2 separate regions of the Mus musculus genome follow, and region 2 is linked to region 1. A link is a contact called in public Hi-C data. All regions are on one chromosome and are shown on one strand. The core of a region is the stretch at or near the end of the contact, and the rest is flanking DNA. Distances in the headings are between cores, read along the strand shown. Region 1 has its middle 120 kb from the start of Gm40042. Region 2 has its middle 130 kb from the start of Slc7a11.

Evidence for each region. A called contact is a pair of places that touch in the nucleus more often than the background predicts.
Region 2: a contact with region 1 is called in a Hi-C map of nephron progenitors, with 2.2 times the contacts expected there. The contact joins two enhancer-like sites. A contact is called at or near these places in 2 of 484 Hi-C or Micro-C datasets (cranial neural crest and nephron progenitors).

Annotation. Positions count from the first base shown.
Region 1 is chr3:49,906,675-49,912,159 of GRCm38.p6, reverse strand. No RefSeq gene overlaps it. Among named protein-coding and RNA genes, the nearest start is that of Gm40042, 120 kb to the left of the region's middle. Within about 2 kb of position 3,084, at least 60 of the 459 cell types and tissues checked have an H3K27ac peak or open chromatin away from gene starts, as enhancers often do.
Region 2 is chr3:50,306,286-50,311,770 of GRCm38.p6, reverse strand. No RefSeq gene overlaps it. Among named protein-coding and RNA genes, the nearest start is that of Slc7a11, 130 kb to the left of the region's middle. Within about 2 kb of position 2,895, at least 17 of the 459 cell types and tissues checked have an H3K27ac peak or open chromatin away from gene starts, as enhancers often do.

The DNA.
Region 1 (5,485 bases), core at 1,835-4,334:
GACCCTGGGGCTTCTGTTACCTGCCCTCAGCCTCAATTCCTGTTCTTAGTTGTGAGACAAGGCCCTTCTGCTCAAATAACATTTGCAAACAAAGAAGCCAATGATGTTCAGTTTGTGTTTGTATAAATGGAGTGAAAATACTCTTTCATATTGGTAAGTGATATGAGAGGCTTTAGACTAAATAATTTATATCAACACAAAACATTATAATGTAGAATTTCAATATAGTCAATCCATATCAGTCCTAGAAAAATTAAGGCATATAGTTAACTATCACATAAGAAGTGATGATATGTTGAGAATGGTCTTCAAGTAACAGTTCAAATTAAATGTATACAATTAATTCTAATTAGGGGGGTCAGTAATTTTGTTATAGTCCTTTACAATAATACCATAGACCAAACTGTGTTAATTAGACTGAAAATGTTAGAATTATTGTTAAATATTATTTTATATGATTCAGTTTCCTTAAGCATTTTGTGTCAACTTAACTAACAAGAAAGAAATCAATGTTTTATTTTCAAAGCCATAGAGAGCTGATCTAATTTTTAAATATTGGTTTTGTTTCTTTGAAGTCACTTGGTTTCTCTTGGTCATAAATATAGGGGTAGAGACACACAACCTCATTCTGAATCTGAAGTTCAAAAACATTACTTCAGATTAAAATTTTATAAGTATGTATATGCATATTTATATACATTCTACCTACACATGTATCAAGAACCTTTAATAAGCTATGATGCTTTTTTGTATATTTTCTAGAATCCTCAGAAACCTTTTCATGTAGGTCTTAATTATTCTCCACCCTCTAAAAAACTGCTTTAATTAATTTGTTTAATTAATTTGCATTCTGGTATCTTTGTCTTGCCTTAGGCAAATATTTTCAAGTGAAACATCATTTCAAAGTTTCTCAGTTTGGCTTCTGCAGAAAATTTACCTCTCCACCTAATTACCTCCACCATCTCCTCTGTCTCTACTGAACACAATCAATTCACTTCATCCCTGTGGTTATTGCTCACAGCACAGTGAAGCATGACAGAGTGAAATGAAACACCAGGAACGCAATGTAAGGAGGTCAGACAAAGAAAGAATGTAGATGAGAGCTGGCTAAACAGAAGCTGTGTGAGAACAGTTATGGTTTTGGTAACCTGCTTAGTATATGATTTTACTGCCCTCCCCATGAAAACTATTAAGCCCCATTTAAAACTTGACTATGTGTCCTGAATGCAGCTTATATGCAAGTTTGAATGCAGATAGAGATAAGGAGCATATTTTTGTCCCAGAGAAAATACTTGTCCTGCTGAGAAGCTGGATGCATGAAATTGCAATTGCTGGTTCAAACCTGAGGATGGCTCTGCTGTGCTCCCCCCTCCCCTGCAATGCACCTCTGTCTTCAACTGTTTGGATTGTGGAGTTGGCAAGAATCGTTGAGCCTTGAGTCATAAGTTACATTGTAAAAATAAAGGTGAGCAGAATTCTGCTCAGAATTCTGGCATCAAAAAAGATGTCATAGTGAAGTTTGGCAGAATGAACTCTTTGATTGCTTTGCAGAATAATTATAAGTAAGACAAGATGGAGGAGAAAACATATCAGGCGGTAATTCCATTTATTAAGAGTTATAAGATGGCCAATGGAACCATGGTAGTCAAAACAATGAAATCTCTATTTCATATAAGTTACTCTTTCCAGACTCAGTTTGGTAAGGAGAAAGGTGAACTGCAGAGGGATTTAACTAACTCTCCCCTGATTGTGCAGGCAAGAGAAGGCAGAACCAAGACTTACATATAGGGCGATCTACATTCTTAGCATGTTGTTCTTAAGATTAGCAACAGTGATAAATCATAAGACTAGTGGATTATATGAATTATACTTAGGATGGGTAGGACTGGGTCCCTGAATTAATACAAAACATGAACAAGAAACATAGAAATGTCGTTTGGGGATTCATCAGTATTTCTTGTGCAGCCAAGGCTATAACAAACAACGAGAGCATGTGGAAAGAGGTACATTTGGTAATGGTATACTGCAAAGCATCAAGATTTAATCCCAGATGGAGAAAGAAGTGACCCTGAAGATAACTCCACAGGCTCAGTAATGGCCACCAAATCAGGCTTTCAAGAAGGGTGAGGTGATATGAGGGGCCCACTGACAACAGACAGAGAATAAGGGGATGCTGAAACTGCCCCTGATTTTGACTTAATAACAATGGCGGTGACCTTGCAAAGAGGGACCTCTGAGTGGTAGTTTTGTCTTTCTTTAAGCTTAGTTTAGTTACATAGACCTGGAAACTTGAAGCTGAATGCTGTGAGGTACACTGTGAGGAGCAGAGAGCTAGAAATGGAGGCTACAGCAGCATCTTTAGAGTATGTCATGAAAACGGGTATTGCCACAGAAGACTAACTGATATTTGTGGAGGAATTATGAATGTGGGCTAAGTCCGAAAAATCTGAGCAATACTTTCAAAAGGAAGTGAGTGATGTGGAATTCCTAATCAATAGAAGATAATTGACAGAAGAGCAGTGAACTAGGGGGGGGGGAGGGGCCATCTACATTCTGAGTGATTGGTCACTGCACTCCAGGGGCTGAACTACATTCATAGTGTCTTCTCTTGGTTTTATCACATTAAGAAAGTTCCTGTTTCTTTTCTGAATTTCTACTATACCCCTTTGTGTCTCCAGGCAAAGTCTATACTAGCCATTTTCTCTGTGAGTAAGAAGCTCTGATTTCCTGTTCTGTGGAAGCAGCAGAGACTCATGTCTCTGAAAGCACATGAATGGCGAGAATCGCGGATGAGGTGCTGGGTTTTATAACATGCCCTTTGAGAGTAATAGTTATTCGTTATTCGAAGTCCCCTTCCAGAGTTCTGATGGATTGAGCCATGTTGTTTTCTGAATACTCGAATTCTGTACGCAGCTTTACGACAGGAAGTTGGCCTTCTGAGCAGGAATGCATGTAAACAAAGAAATGTGGCTCACAGTGGAAGTTCCTCTAAATCAAATCCTGAAGGCTTTCCCGCCCCCATTCCAAGCTTCTCTCTGTATCTTGATTATTTTCAGATGCTTTCTGTGAGGCAGAGATGAAACCCAATAGTTAACCTCCCTAAAGCTCCCAAGGCTCTCAGGCAGTTCTGAGTGTGCAGCAGCTAAGACAAACAAGGAGAAGGAAGTGAAAAAAAAAAAAAAAACTGATGCTGCCCCTCTATGAGATGTACGAAGTGTATTTTCTCCCTTGGGAATCAAACTTCAAGAGTGAACTTTTAAAAGAGAGATTGAAAACTCGAGTACCGCAACTGCCTGAAATCATCACTGTAAACACAAAGGGTTAGAAGCTATGGCTGTTTGGTCCTTTGACATTATTATACATCGGCATGCCTGCTGAGCTTCAGAACCTATTGTCCTGCCAGCCACACAGAGCACTGCCTTTCTACACTGTAAAAATGCTAAGATGCCAAGGGCTACAAATTGTCTTACATAAAGTCTTGGGAACTTTATAGGTTATGATAGATAAAGAAAAACACAAAGCTTTTTTGTCAGTCTCTGAACCTCAGCCTTCACGGGTGAAAGCAAAAATGTCCTAGATTCTTGTAAGGCTGGCTAACACAAACATCCAAATGTTGCTGGAAACTGACTTTCTTTGTTTTACCCAAGCCAAGTACTTTGCAGGGATGTGGTGGGGGTGGGGAGGAGGTTTCCAAAAAGTTAAGGCTTCTGTCGTAGTCCTAGAATCCTGCTCATTGGCATGTTGTCTAATAGAAGAACAGAGGAATAAAATGTGGGAGAGCACATCGGGAAAGTGGGGAAGACTGGGGCAAACGCTGCTGTGTTCCACCACCCGTTTTTCCGTCCTAAACAGTCTAAGATATGCATCTGAGATGCACACACTGGTCATAGAATTGGTGGGAAGAAAGATGTAATAGAACTGTGTGTTTCCGTAGAGACTGTGGCTAAAGGAAAAGCTGTTTGTGAACATCACACTCTTGGGGCTCCTTTTCAAGGGGTGTTAGGGATTGAACTTGGAAGTTCAAGCATTGCTTGCTATATCAGCTACTTCTGTAATTACTGTTAATATGTGACAAGAGCAGGTTAAGAAAGGAAGAGTTATGCTGGTTCACAGTTCAAGAGCACAGTTGCATAAGGGAGGCCAAAGAGTGTGGTTAGTTGCTCACATTATGGTCACTACCAGAGATTCTGTGATGAAGGTAGATTCTCAACTCTTTCTCCTTTTTATTTAGAACAGTAGTTCATTCCATGCAATGGTGCTCCCCACACACTTCATGTAGATCCTCCCTTCCCTCCTCATCCTAATCTAGAAAACCCAGCACCGCTACGCCCAGTGCTTTGCTTCCAAAATAATTCTGAATCTTATCACTTGATAATCATGATTAACCATAGCTCAAGCCATTGGCTCTGTTGGTTGCTGGGAATGCAGAGGCAGTCTTAAGAAACTGCAGATTGTAGGCTGCTATCCAGACTGAGTGACCATGTCTCCATGCTGATCTTGCTAAGGACGAGTTGGATCTCTGAGTTTGTTAGGTAGGTGTTAGGGGACTGCAAGCACTGAGAAAAAGTCGAGATTCTGGAGTTCCTGGATTTTCCCCACCAGTATTTGAGAAAGTAGCTCCATGAGAAAGGATTAGGAAAGAGTCACATCAAATCTACCCATCCTGCAGCCATGAGAACTTAACTAGAGACAGGGAAGAACATTAGACTGTCAAAGTTTCAAGGTAAACCAGATGAGTCCAGTAAACTCTATTGACCATGGATTATTGAAAGAAGATGAAAAACTCCAAGACTGGACACCCTCTCTTTTTCTTTTGAGACAGGGTTTGTTTCCATAGCCCCAGATGTCCTAGAACTCTCCAGGAAGATCTGCCTGCCTCTGTTCCCCAGTGCTGAGATTAAAGGTGTGTGCCACCACAACCAGCTGAGCCCAATATGTTTTAAATTAACTAATTTTGCGTCCTGACCACAGTTTTCCCTCACTTCTCTCTTCTAGTACTCCCTATCTCCCCCCCGCCCCCGCCCCATGCCCCCAACATCTATTTATTTTCAGAGAAGAAAAGGCCTCCTATGGATAGCAACCAGACTTGGCATATCAGGTTGCAGTAAGACGAGGCTCACTGACTCCGACTGAGGCTAGACAAGGCAGCCCAGTAGAAGGAAAGGGTGTCTGAGGCAGGTAAAAGTCAGAAACAGCCAAAATTTGTTTTAACCAATGTTATTTACCAAGAGTTAAGCTTCAATATAACCTAGATGTAGATAATTCTTGAAAAAGAGCTTCATGTTTATAAATCACTGAACTGAAATTGTTCAGTGGGCTCATGTCATGACAACTCAATATTGGAGTATCTACTATGACTAAATTATCATGAAATCAAATCTCTATGTTTCATATTTATTGACATTAAACGTTGTGAATACTTTTTATTTTGTTTGCTTATTTTTGAAATTTTAATTTATTTTAACATTTCTTACTTCCCTATTTT
Region 2 (5,485 bases), core at 1,646-4,145, 400 kb before region 1:
TTAATTGAATGCATCTATCAATGAAGTGAGGAGGCATCAAATATTTTGAAATACTAATTTTGAGTAAAGAATGTTAATTTTCAAGGGGAGGAAGCAGAATCTATGTTGTCAGATAACAGATTATATAATATGTATGATGCTGTGAATGTGGAAATGCATACAAAGTTGACTTGGAAAATTGTATTCTCAAAACACTTAGGACAAAGGTATCATTGCACTAATTACTTGTTGGGAAGATTGCAATGAATAAAACCACCTATGTATATTAGAGGTAGTTTTAAGTATAACCTATTCCTTTTTCAGTTACAGAGCTCACTGATTCCTTCAGTGAAGAACTTGGTTTCTTTGTATAAGAAAGAGCTTGTGCTGCCCACTTTCCTGTCTCTTCATTAGAAAACTGAAAATTTCAAAATAAAGTGCTAGAAACTCTTTTAAATTCCCTGTCAAAAGAAAAGCCCCTGTAATTAGTAGCTGGTAATTATGTATTCCTCGTCCTCCATAAACACCAGCCTTCATCGGAAAATAACACTGTAGAAGCTTTGATTGTTTTAGTTCCCCACAAACAGGCATTTAATTTCTTCAAAGGAAAAGGAACATGTTTCTCTCCCTCAAGTTGACTCATTAAACACAGTAGCAATCAAAGTAACCAGCTATGGAGACAAAGGCAGTGGTGAGATTTGGCCCACTTACTGCACACATGCATCTATTTCTATACTGTATTACACGACTCATGCTAGGGCAGGCACCATGAATAGGGCCATAAGGAGGGTGGCATGAAACTGCACAAAGTAGATGTTAGCACATGCTTTTATAAAAAGACTGAAATACTGAAAGAAGGCCCTGTCATCGTCTTCTTCTTCTTCTTCTTCTTCTTCTTCTTCTTCTTCTTCTTCTTCTTCTTCTTCTTCTTCTTCTTCTTCTTCTTCTTCTTCTTCTTCTTCTTCTTCTTCTCCTTCTCCTTCTCCTTCTCCTTCTCCTTCTCCTTCTCCTTCTCCTTCTCCTTCTCCTTCTCCTTCTCCTTCTCCTTCTCCTTCTCCTTCTCCTTCTCCTTCTCCTTCTCCTTCTCCTTCTCCTTCTCCTTCTCCTTCTCCTTCTCCTTCTCCTTCTCCTTCTCCTTCTCCTTCTCCTTCTCCTTCTCCTTCTCCTTCTCCTTCTCCTTCTCCTTCTCCTTCTCCTTCTCCTTCTCCTTCTCCTTCTCCTTCTCCTTCTCCTTCTCCTTCTCCTTCTCCTTCTCCTTCTCCTTCTCCTTCTCCTTCTCCTTCTCCTTCTCCTTCTCCTTCTCCTTCTCCTTCTTCTTCTTCTTCTTCTTCTTCTTCTTCTTCTTCTTCCTCCTCCTCCTCCCCGTCCTCCTCCTCCTCCCCCTCCTCTTTGTTGTGTGTGTATTTTCTCAGATCCATCTTCATTTTCATTTGTGTATGCATTCATGTATATGCAGGTGAGCATGGGAATATGTGGAGGTCAAAGGTGCACAACACGGACATTACTCGGCCAGTTGCTTCTTCATCCTGTTTACTTGCTTATTCACTTATCTATTCATTTATTATATATGTATGGTATATGCATATGTATATGTGTGGTACATGTGCATGCATGTGTATGCACGCAAGCAAAGAAGCAAGAGTGATGCCATGTGTATTCATCTTTAGCTCTCTGCTGTTGTTTTTCTGAGACAGAGTGTCTCAGTGAACCCAGAGCTCTCTGATTTGGCCTTTCTTGCTGGCTGGAGGTCTCTGGGGAATCCACCTGTCTCGGCTTTCCCAGCACTGAGATCATTGAGCCCGCTAGACTTTTATACATAGCTGTAGAAGATATAAACCGTTATACTTTCATGGCAAGCACTTTTCCTACTAAGCCAGATCCCCAATGTATGTTCCTGGGAATTTTGAAAGCAACTTGTTATCTCCTGCTGAAGTCAGTTTTATAGGAGACTTTGACTCCATGTTAGGTCTTCTGCCCTTGTTCCCAAACCTAGACATTACACCTCCATCCATTCTCTGGATTTGTAAAACACTTCTGTCTTCCATGACTTGAGAATCAAATGGCCCTAAAGCTTTGCCAAATTTGTAGTAATTCATCATTTACCTGTTCAAAGGAAGGTGCCTACAAAATAGAGCAAAATGATTTGTTCTTATTCTTCACAAGCCGTTCTGTACTGGTCTTGCTGATCTTCACAACTGCATTGCCTTGTTGATAATTATTTATTTTTTACTTTTTAAGAAAGCATTCAGAACAGTATCTCATTTCACTTTGTGTCTTCCTGATTGGTCTGCTGGTTTGCAGTTTGTTTTCCACTTAAATCGTGATGTTTCTCAGGTAACTTCCACAGGCACTGGACAATGAGATACTTGAAAGTTAAAAAAGGAAAGAGACTACTTCAATGGTAATTAAAGACTCTCTGGGTATTTTATTCCCTTTACTTCTTAGTAAAGTATATGGTTTTCTCCTAAAGAATGTTGTCTTCCCTCTCACTGAAAGATAGCTGACTTTTAAAAAGTGACAACTCCAATAATCATTGACATTCATGTGTGGTACCCTGTGCAACTAGTTTAGTGTTCAATGTCTAGCATGCTCTCTAGTTGCTGCCATAGTATTGTGAACACAGAAGCAAAGGCCATGACTACTAGGAAAGGCAGTTAATGGTCATAGGTCTCAGTACTAAATGGCTTATTCTTTCCTAAAATTGTCCAGAGGAAGATCCTGTTCATATCATGTGGGAGCTTCATGCCTAATTCCTTTGCACACACTCCTGTAATGTTTTGCATTTCATGTCCCTAATGTGCACTGAGTTGCTTTAAGTGAGACTCTGCAATACTTCTGCCACTTGATATCTCCCTTTCATCTTTTCTCTTGGTAAGAGTTCACGTTCTCACCTAATAGACCCCGATGAAGAGGTTGTTGCCACCTTAGGCTTTGGATAGTCTTCCAGTGTCCCTTGTCCTACTTCCAGTGGCCTCTTCCTACCTGGGTCACCTTTAGAATCCATCATTCTCTTTCCCATGCTTCTGCTTTGAAAGGAGAGATGTGTCTTGGAAAGTTAAAATCCCTGTTCTAAAACTTTGAGAGTGGCACTCTTAATGCAAGTTATATGGCCATTTTCTTTCCCTGGAAAATAGATCATTATAGAACATAGGGAAATAATCAGTTAAAAACAACAACAGCAGCAGCAACACCACCCAGGGTCAAATTTAACCAAAATTTTTTGAGTCAATAAAATAAAAATAGAAAGTTTAAGTAAAAGAATTTTTCAAATTAGAAAAGGAGGTTTATATTATAGGTCTAAAGGAATTTTCCCTAAAACAGTGCAGAGGCTGTAAAATATATAATTATTTCTCTACTCTAAAAACAATTTATCATCTAAACAACAGAGTAATCCTGGGAAAAATACCAAATTGCTTCCATTGTAATCAGCTTTGTTGTTGTGAGCCATCTCTCTCTCTCTAGCAGCCAAAGGGCTATTAACTTACTGTGAAATTTTGAAGTGCCCTAACTACCAGATTCTGTGAACAACACATACTACACATAAAAGGAAACTTCAACAACTCAGTGCACAACCTTCAGATCTCCCCACGAGGGAATGATAATTGACAGAATTAATGAGAGTATTCGATTACACACAGAGCAATTTTCATCACGGGTAGAGCAGGCCACTAGCCACGAGTCGCATTGTAATGGAGGTCCTCTCAGAAGGAGCGCGGGCTCTTGATTTATTGAAAGTAATCTGTAAATGGTGGTACTATACCTGCTGACTACTGTAGAAATAATTTACAAACATTAATTGCAGGAAAGAGTAGAGCCATTTGCTTCAAAGAGCCCATCAGCAAGCTGTCCTTCCTGTTTTATCAGTAGGCAAAGCTGAGAGCAAATAACAGATGGAAGTGTCCCTCGGTAGCGGCACGGAGTACTGGTGAAATATAGCACAATCTTCCTCCAGTGTGTTATGTTTTTAACAGGGGAGGATCAGAAGCAGAAGAGTCCAGGCTAGGATGAATGACTCCGCCGGATGAAACATCCCTTTCTTCTGGGAAGATTCCTATAGCAGATTGAGCGCAGGCTGTTGATTTCTGAAGCTTGATACAGTGTCATTACCAAAATGCATCTGGAAAAGTCTTAGCAAAGGGGATAAAACCTCAGAAGGCCAAGGGGAATCTGAGGCCTGTTCTAGTCTCTTAATGGGTGGTTAAATTCTGGTTCCATGAATAAGCATGCGAGACACCACAGAAACCACAGAGAAGGCTGCAGTAGACAGCTGTACTTGGTACTCATGTGCAACCTGTCAGAAGTGCCTCATGATGGTAACTAGAGTGTATGAGTGTGTGTGTGTGTGTGTGTGTGTGTGTGTGTGTGTGTATCTTAGTTGTCTGAATGTGGGTCTAAAAACCCTCCTACATCTGTTATATGTATGATTACATTGAAAAAGGTGGTTACTGGAGTCTGGATAGCTGGGTGGAGAGAATGCTGTTTCCCTAATGGAAAAATCTATCAGCCCAAAGTCAGTGACTGTTACTACACAGCTTTTAGGCAGTAAGATAGGAAGTGGTTCTCCATTCCACTAGATCTTTTATTCATGCCTAGTTCATTATCCCTTTTTATAGTAGCGGTTCTTAATGTTTTCCAGGCACCCAGCTTTCCTTTCTACCTCCCTCTCTTTGTCTTTTCTTTTTAAATTCTCCTTCATTCTTTGAACTCTGGGCATCACTGTACAGTCTATTAAGGTGCAAGATCCCTGTCCTGGCTTCCTTTAATAAGCAATACTGTTTCCCCTTCTTCTTGTTTTATTCATTTCCCTTTTTTGTCCTATGCTAAAGGGGAAAATCTCTGTTTATAGTTTAATCTACACACATTGTTCTTTATTTTATCTCTGTGCACTCCTTCATCAGTTCATCTCCTCAATGACCACAACCTTGAACTTGGTTTCTACTCTCACTGACTTCTATTTGGTTGTTACAATGCAAAAGAGAGCCTTACTTCCAAACCTGCATTATTTTTCAAACTACTACCCCTTCTATGGATAGAAAATTCCTTCAAAGATTAGTCTATGTTTCCGGCCATTTTTTTCCCACTTTATTTAATCCTTTTTGTATGGGAGTCTCACTTTCTTCTTGGCCACTCTGAAATTTTCTGCTGAAAGCGTTCAGCTCCTGCCCATTGACTGCCATTGTGATGGCATTAAACCATTTGGCATTGAACCGCCTTTCCCAGCCTGGTTATTCAGGTCTTGGCAGGAAGTAGGGCAGCATGTATAAGCATGACCAGATCCGATACACTCCTTCTCTCCACACAGACAGTGAGGTTACAGACGCAGAGTGTCGCCTTGGCAGTAAGGTGCTTCCATCTGGGGCTAGAACAGAAATTATTCAGAGAAACACAGTAGACTCCACAGCAAAAGATCGTTGGAAGCAGGTTGATCGTGCTCATTGTGGAATTTATAGTGTTCCAAATACAGCACTTCCTACTGTCTGAGCTTTCTTAGCTTTTATCTACCTCT